Linked DNA regions of Mus musculus: region 2 is linked to region 1. Evidence: chromatin contacts called from public Hi-C data. All regions are on one chromosome and are shown on one strand. The core of a region is the stretch at or near the end of the contact, and the rest is flanking DNA. Distances in the headings are between cores, read along the strand shown.

The links. Hi-C and Micro-C count contacts between places; a contact is called where the count stands out from the background.
Region 2: a contact with region 1 is called in a Hi-C map of cerebral cortex, with 2.3 times the contacts expected there. The contact joins the enhancer-like site here to the promoter of 6530411M01Rik in region 1. A contact is called at or near these places in 5 of 484 Hi-C or Micro-C datasets (cerebral cortex, cortical neurons and nephron progenitors), 3 of 115 datasets of contacts at active chromatin or transcription factors (embryonic stem cells and stem cell-derived neural progenitor cells) and 1 of 9 other capture datasets (embryonic stem cells).

The regions. Positions count from the first base shown.
Region 1 is chr17:9,165,924-9,170,063 of GRCm38.p6, reverse strand. It overlaps 6530411M01Rik (RIKEN cDNA 6530411M01 gene), which reads left to right and starts at 2,042. Exons shown (of 3, transcript NR_027881.1): 1 at 2,042-2,777. It overlaps Gm52287 (a long non-coding RNA gene), which reads right to left. Exons shown (of 2, transcript XR_003952250.1): 2 at 189-4,140.
Region 2 is chr17:9,299,678-9,303,817 of GRCm38.p6, reverse strand. No RefSeq gene overlaps it. Among named protein-coding and RNA genes, the nearest start is that of 6530411M01Rik, 130 kb to the right of the region's middle. Within about 2 kb of position 2,422, at least 21 of the 459 cell types and tissues checked have an H3K27ac peak or open chromatin away from gene starts, as enhancers often do. A contact at or near this core is called in cerebral cortex and cortical neurons, where this site is marked.

The DNA of each region.
Region 1 (4,140 bases), core at 793-3,292:
TGGTCCATGTGTGCATTGGCGCAGAGCTGTGCATCTGGCTTTAAACCCCTTGCTTTGCACTAGGATCTGTTTGTCCATTAAAGGGGGATGACGAGGCACACACACCCAGCATATTCCACAGCAGACCACACTGGTGAAATGCGTTCAACATCTATTTAGGACAAACTGCGCCTTCTTCCACCGGATGGTAGCGTCCAAGCAAATCTTATTTCAATTTCATGCAATTCATTAATGCCACAGCAAAAGGCCATTAAGTATTTCCAGGACTCTTTAGACTGTTATACTTGGTTGAAGATTAATCTAAATATGGAATCTAAATTTAAACACGCAGAAGCATGCCTATCTCGTCTTTCTCGGGCGTCAATTTCCACGATTCCATTGACAATACTGCGTTTTTAAAAATATCTGCTCTTTTTTGGTGTGTTTTCTGATGCAAGCTCTTCAGAAAGCAGGAAAAAAAATAATAACGTAGGATCAAAGAGTCTTAAAAACCGGTAATAGAAATTCCATAGTGACTCTGCAGCACCATCTAGTGTCTCGGGAGGTTATGACACTCTTTCTGGCAAGGCAGATCTTCATTGATGCTCCCGGAATGCTGATGAGAAAAATCCCACCACCCCTTTCCATCTCGTCAATTAAACCCTAATTTAATTAAACCTGTACAAGGCCAACTGCCATCAATTTGTTAAATCCTATAATTTCCCAAACTCCTCTACTTTGAAAAATCATTAAACCATTAAAATACAGCTGGGAAGACCTGGAGAATCTCTGACTGCGGTTTTAAGGACAAAGTGAAATTTGGCTCTGGGCACTATCTCTAATCATATTATGTTAGAGGGTATTTCAAAATAGTTCTGGGGGTAAATTTTTATTAAATATGGGGAGATTGTGAATGGTCAACCAAGCAAGAGTTGTTTGTTTGTTTGTTTGTTGTTAGACAGGGTCTCATTTTGTACCTGGCTGACCCAGAACTCATTATGCAAACCAGGCTGGCCTTGAGCTCACAGACATCTTCCTGTCTCTGTTTCCCAGATGATGAAATTAAAGGCTTATGCTTCCTCATGCTAGGAACTAGTTGCAAAAAAAACACTTTCAACCAACATATTGTGTTTTGGTTGTGGGGTAATATAGACTAAGAAGCTCAAAGACGGGGGAAACACACATACCCCCTATTTTGTTCTGTGATTTCCCCCACGCCTTTAAACTTTATTTTTCTTTTTTATGTAAGCAGGATGTCCCATTCAGAGAATGGTGACCTCTGAATTAATGTCATAGATTTGTAGTAAAAGGGATAGATGCTAGTCATGTATGATTATAAATCAAAGATGTTGTTCTGGGGTCAGTGACACAGAGGGCACATAGGACCACTCTGATGAGGGAACGGAGTTTCACTGTGGTGGGAGCCCAGAGCTCTGCTGCCATCTGCTGGTCCAGCATGCATGACACATGTGATCCATCTTTCCTTAGAACTAGTCTCATTTTAGGTCACAGCTCACCTTGGGCATACACGAACCTGTCAGCCCTCTCTTTGTATTCTGATTCATCTTAGCTGCAGGCATCCCACAAACTGGCAGACACGCAGAGAAACATTGAGAGCACAGGTGGAGGGCGGGACGGACCTAGTGCCCTATTTAAACTGATGGATACATTTAAATGAAATATACACGAGTTAGGGAAGGATGTACCGAGCGAACCCGTGGTAAATTTCAGATCATTATTTGATGCCGCTACTTCGCCGTTTGTCTTCTTTGCCCTCGCGCGGTAAACCAATGTGCCCTTTGCAGTTTGACATGAATATGGTTTATTTTAGCTAAAAATCCAAGCCGGCCCTAGTCACTCTCGCTGTGAGCATTTTCAGGCTCTCCTTGCAATCCCAAGAGTACAGAAAATAAATTTGACACAATGTTTCTTTTGTCTTCCCCCACCCCCCACGCCTCTGGCCAATTGATTCGGAGCTCTGTTTCTGTCTTGCCACTGCTGCCTCCAGGTCGAGCTGAGATTTCCGTAGCTTGTTAAGCTAATTTGGGTGCTGAGCAAGGACAAGTCCAGAAAGCAGATTCACAAAGCAGAGACTCACAGAAGCGGGGCTGTTGTGCTATGCTGTTTAGAAGCTGGCAAACGTGCCCTGGATCCTCCTCAAAACATCCGGCTGAGACAATGCAGTTTCGGGCTCACAGCATTGTTCCTGGAGAGACCTGAAGATCCCTGGAGGCTCCGGAAGCCATGCAAGGAGCGACCCCAGGGGAGCTGTGGTTCCCAGGCCTCAGAGGTGAAAGACAGTGGCTTGCAAATGCAGCGCCTCAGAGGTGAAAGAGACAGTGGCTTGCAAATGCAGCAACAGCATCCCATGAGTGCAGGGGAGCGCTCTGGGTGGAGCAGAACAGTAAAGTTCATAAATTCAGCACGTCAGAGCAGCCTGTCTCCCCTATTTACTCTGCAAGTCCGTGACATCGCGAGCGCTCGCTACTTTACTTTGTCTTAATGCTGGCGCGTTAACCTCTGAACGGTGACTTTCCAGCCACTAGCCTGGAGGCTGTAAGGTGCTTCTGTGCCTATTTTTAGCCTCTTTTCCGCGAAGAAAAGAGAAAATAATAATGTCTCGTTCCGGGGATCCTTCTCAAGCATGCACAGGATCCAGGAGGCAACAGTAACATCCCTAAGGAGCCAGTCTCAGAAGCAGGTGTGGGGCGCCCTCTCTCTGTTATCAGAGAGGGTGCCGGAAAGCAGCTGGGCCACAGCGGGGCACTGGGCAGGATCGCTACGAGGAATTCAATAAGGTTGGCTGCAGAGTTTCAGAGAGCAAAGTGGGGGAGGGGAACTCTGAGTGTGCTGTGCCTGTTCCCTTTGGGCTCCTCTGCCCACTGTGCTGTCTCAGAGGGACAAAATCAAGCACAAAAGAGCCCTAGAAATGTGTCATGTGGGCCACACCCCCAAACCCCCGACCCCGTTCATTTCTGAACAGAATTATCAGAGCAGATGACCTTTTTCTAAAATGGTGCTTCTGAAATGAGTCTATCCTTTGTTTTGTTATCAGAATCATACGATGTGAAATTAGAGAAATGTGTGAACGCAAAAGGATTCTAGATGAAACCCACCCAGAGCAGTATTTTCTGTATTTTGCATTTTTCACGTAAACTCCTTGATTATGTACATATACATGTATGAGGAATGTTGATGCATGGGCTGTGTCTATATTTTTTCATAAAGCATCTCACATATTACCTTTAAATGGCTGCCATTTCTTATGGAGTAGTGTGCATGTGTGAATGTGTATGTGTAGATAATATTTAGATATAAGGATAATAAGTTTATCTATATTTTAATATTGGTCTATATTCATATTTTTCTGGGCTCCGTTCTCAGCAGTAGAAATGATAGCACCTGTATTAATACCATAATGGTTAATATGTGTATGTGTATATGAATATATATACACATACTTACATGTGTGTATATATGTATATAGATGTGTGTGTTCTGTATGTGTGAGTGTGTTGTATATGTATAATCAAAATGCTTTCACAAAATGAATGGAGTAAGCATGGTGATACAAGCCTCGTGGTAATTCCAGGACTCACCCAGTTAAGAGAAGTGAATGCCTCACAGTTAAAGGTCAGCCTGGATGACCAGTAACTTTCAGGTTAGTCTGTTTTAAGATTTGAGACCATGTTTGAAAACCAAACAACACAGCAGCAAAAGATAAACAAATAATTTGACCGTCCCCAGACTATAAAACACTGACGCGCTGAACCGCTATTAATGTTCATTACATCTTTTAATCTTTGTAGATTTGATTTAGAAAAAAAAATAATTTATAGAGAAAAATAAGCTCTCCCTGTTCTCCATGATGGGAAGAAACAGGAATGGAGCCCCGCTGTGATGACTGTGGATCAAGAAATCCTAGAAAACAGAGCAAAACTCAGAGGCTCTGGGAAGTGTGTGCTCTGCTGGGTTCACTAATGTTTTGAAAGTGAAGTCAAATATGATAGAACTCAAAGAACAATAAAGAAACAAACATAAAAGTGGTAGGTCATAGCAGACAGTGTTAACACCAAGCTCTGCCGGTGTCTTACTCATTCCATGGTGCCTGGCACACATCACAGACCTTGTCACTGCCAGGAAAAGGAGGGATGGAGGCTC
Region 2 (4,140 bases), core at 1,173-3,672, 130 kb before region 1:
CTTTAGAGCACTGGTTCTCAACCTTTCTAATGCTGCAATCCCTTAATACAGTTCCTCGTGTTGTGGTGACTGCCCCCAGACCGTATAGTTATTTTCATTGCTACTTCATAACTGTAATTTTGCTACTGTTATGAATCATAATGTAAATATCTGACACATGATATCTGATATGCCACCCACAGAAGGGTCACAAATCACAGGTTGAGAACCATGGCTTATCAATATAGGGTGAATTTTATTTGTTTTTAATCTTTGTTTTGCTTTTTTTTTAAATTAATCATTCTATTCGTTTACATCTCAGATAAAAAACACAAATCTTCTACCAGGAGATAATAATCAAATTAACTTGAATTGATCATTATATACTCATTAAATACATGCTTTGTTCAGGCCATTGCACTGGAATTTCCCTCTACTTATCTTCTATAAATGCCTTACTATTTCTGTCTTGTTCCTATTTTGATCCTAGACTAATATCTCTTTCTCTCTCATACACACAAACACATACATATATTATATATATGTGTGTATACACATATACATATATGTATATAAACTATATATACATTAGCTGTATAGAATATTTTTTAATTAATTAATGATCACCAGAGGCTGAGGGAGTTCGAGGTGGTAACAGCTAAACAATACAGAATGTCTATTGAAGGTGATTTAAAAAAAAACATTTTTTGTTGTTGTTAGTGTATGGTTTATTGTTTTTCATTGCTTTCACAGAGCTGCCCAGCCATCACTAGGCTATCCACAAAAGTCGTCCTGCCATTAGTAGTGACAATTTCAAATCATTTTCATCATTCTTACACAGCTACTATAATACCAGAGAGGATGGAGTCTGAGTCAGTAATTTTAAAAAGTGGGCAAGGAATAAAGTTCAGAAGCATGGGTTAAGTGCTAGAATGCAATTTGTAGGCAATTTTGGGTAATAATATAGCTAATGCCCTCATTTTCCCCAAAATGAACCAAGTAAATGATAATAAATTGAATACCTTAAGTCATGGTCAACTTGCTTTTTGCAGGGCACATGTCATGATTTTAGAATAGTTTTGATTGCTGCCAAATTCTTGTTTCAATTAATTAATCTAATCCCCTTTTCAGGCTTGCTCCTTCCACTCAGTGTTTCTCTCATCTGCCTTCCTGAAATCAGGGGGAATTCTAAGATGCTACTGGGAGTGTCTCCACAAATTCCTTGACAGATTTTTTTATAATTGCACTTTTTTTTTCTTTTTATTTTTTTTTCTTCCAAGTTCCTCTCTCCGCCTCCTCATCCACTCCTCTTCCAGTTTCCCTTCAGAGATGAGTATGATCCCTAGGGATATGAACCAACCATGAGGGTGTAACAAGTTGCAGTAAGACTAGTTATGTCCTCTTCTATTAAGGCTGGACTAAGCAACCCAGTAAGAAGAGATGGCCAGTTCAGGTTCCCCCACTGCTAGATGTCTTAGCTAGGGTCACCTTCAACCTATAATTGCATTTTATGTTGTTTGCTGCATGTGTCTTAGCATCCTTCTGTCAGTCGGAGGAAGGGTGTCTACCTCCTCCTCACTCCTGAGATAGCAGTGGGAATGAAGTTATGTGAAAGTGCTACATCGGAGTCAAGATTATGAGGACTGATCAAAAATTAAATTGAAATTAAATTGTAGAGAGTTCAGTGCTATAATGGAGGGGGGTAGAGAGGAGAGACAAAAGAAGGGGAGGGGAAGGGAAGGAGAAAGGAAGGGAAGAGGAAGGGGAAGGGGGAGGGGGAGGGGGAGGGGAGGAGGAGGGGGGAAGGGGAGGGAAATCAGCAATGGCCTCAGGGTACCATCATCTGTGGTTGAGAAAAAAAAAGTGCCCCTGAGTTCCGAAAGACTCTGTGGGAGAGGCAGCAAATGGTCCCTCTCTTAATAATTCTACGCACAGAACTTCAGAAGGTCCCCATGGTAAACATACTGGGTAGCTAGTGGAGAAACGTGGAGCATGATGAACTAATTACATAATTATCAGAAAATATTAAAGCAAACAGCAAATCTGAGGGGCCTAGCTATTCACAGGAGTGACTTCTCACAGGGTGACCCCACACACACATCTGAACAATAAAAGGAGAGCTTGCTCTGCTGCAGCAGGGAACTAAATAGTTCATGTTTCATTGCCAAGTTCATTTAAATGCACTCCTCTGAGCAATTTTAAAGCTCCTGGAGTTTTAACTGTGATATTTCATTTCAACTCGCCAGATTTTTAAAGTATAAACACGAGAAGCATATTTCTCTATGACTCATAATCTCAGGTTCGAAATGTGCAGGTAGAGCCTAGGGGCCACTCAGGCTGGTACAGAAGCAGCAGCCAGTGTTTCCACCCTGAGTCTAGCCTGACTGTACTGTCCTCCCTCCGAATGAGATGAGCCAGTTGTTAACGTTGAAATCTCACACACAGAGTGGGCTGCTGTCCTGTTTTCCTTCAATGGCTGCTTCTCAGCAGGAACCCAGACACACTGGAAGCCTCCTTGGCTCTGAGTGACTTTCTGTAGGAAGCCTCCAAAAAAAAAAAAAAAAAAAAAGGGGGTGTGGGATTGTGAAGAAGCCTTTTGGAAGAGATGTGAAGGCTCCCATTGTGTGAGACAAGAAAACAGGCCAATGTTTGAGAGTGGGCTGCTAATGTTTTTCCAAATTATGGGAGCAAAATGCACCCGGCCAACATGAAAGCCCAGCTGTGTCCTCGAAGCTCAGTGCCTGCAGAGAGCTGAGCCAAATTTCTATAGCTTTGTGGGAAATCACAGCCGTCCAACATTTGGGATTAAAATTACTTACAGTTTTATAAAATATGTATCATGGTATATGTAAATCACCCTGAGCCCAGCCACTCTTGGCCAAAGACTCCAGTGAAAGAAGCCTTTCACTGATTAGAAATGATGATGGCTGACAACATTTGGAGAGATCCATCCATGATTGCCCATTCCCACTTCCTCATGCACATATCACATTCTGTAAGCCAACTGTGTACCCACTACACAATCAACCCAGACCTCTGCCTTGTTTAGGAGAGCCTCTGAGGAGGAGGGGATCATCAGATGGCAAATACCAATCATCACACTCAGGAATAACTGACAGCTCAGTTTTCTGGTATTCCTCATCGCCTATCCCTCCCCAACCCCCACATTCGGATTCAGGACAAGCCTATGTTACAAGGCTTCATTGCTCCCTGACACACGGGGATGTAGCTGCTTGGCTACTCCAACCAAACTCAGCCCCATCCTGGCCTCTGCACATACACATGGCCTCTAGTTACTCAAACCACTGCCCTAGTCACATGGAATTGCGGTCCCTACTCTGATATTTGGCAGTTGTACAATTCTACAAGTCATGTTCATTACATCCAATTAGAAGTTAAAGACTCTTACTTAGCTATAAGACCAACATGAGACACTTCAATGGCTAAAGTTCTTTTTTATGGGTAGTAGCTCAAATATTAGAATTGAATATATGAACAAATCCCTGCTATGACTGTGGTCTGTCTTTTCAACTAATTATCATTGGTGACATGAACTATATTTTAGACTCCGTTGCCTTTATAGTTTGACCGAAGCACACAACACTGTGGATTGTAGACATTTAACATATAGTGTATGAACAAATAAACAAGAATGTGTTCAGACAGTTCTAGTAATGGCCCATCAGGAATGTTTCTGTTGAGAACATACACTGTCGGAAAACACAAATTGTATTTCCTGGATGTCTTAGGACATAACCAACAACTTTCAGAAAACCTCGATCCTTCCAAACTATGAGCTCTAGTCTTTACACAGAGGAGCTGAGGGAGATGTGGAGAAACAAGACTACTAAGAGGAATCTAGACAACAGGAGGGTAATGGTCTGGGATCTCCTTGTAAGACTGACATTCTGCATGGTTATTGATGTGGTTAAATAGTTTCCATTGTGACTAGCAGCCACAAAAAGTCATGGGAATAAAGTACCAGATTGAAAGAAGTCTAGTGCGGGTAGAGAACACGAGTCTTCAAGATGAAAAGATTTGTTCATGTAGAGCCCAGAGATTACAAATACTGTGTATAGGTTGAGGGCAGTGTGAACTTAGGAATTTCCTACGTGTCTTTAAAATAAAAATGGCCTTAGAGATAATGCATAACTGTGGCCA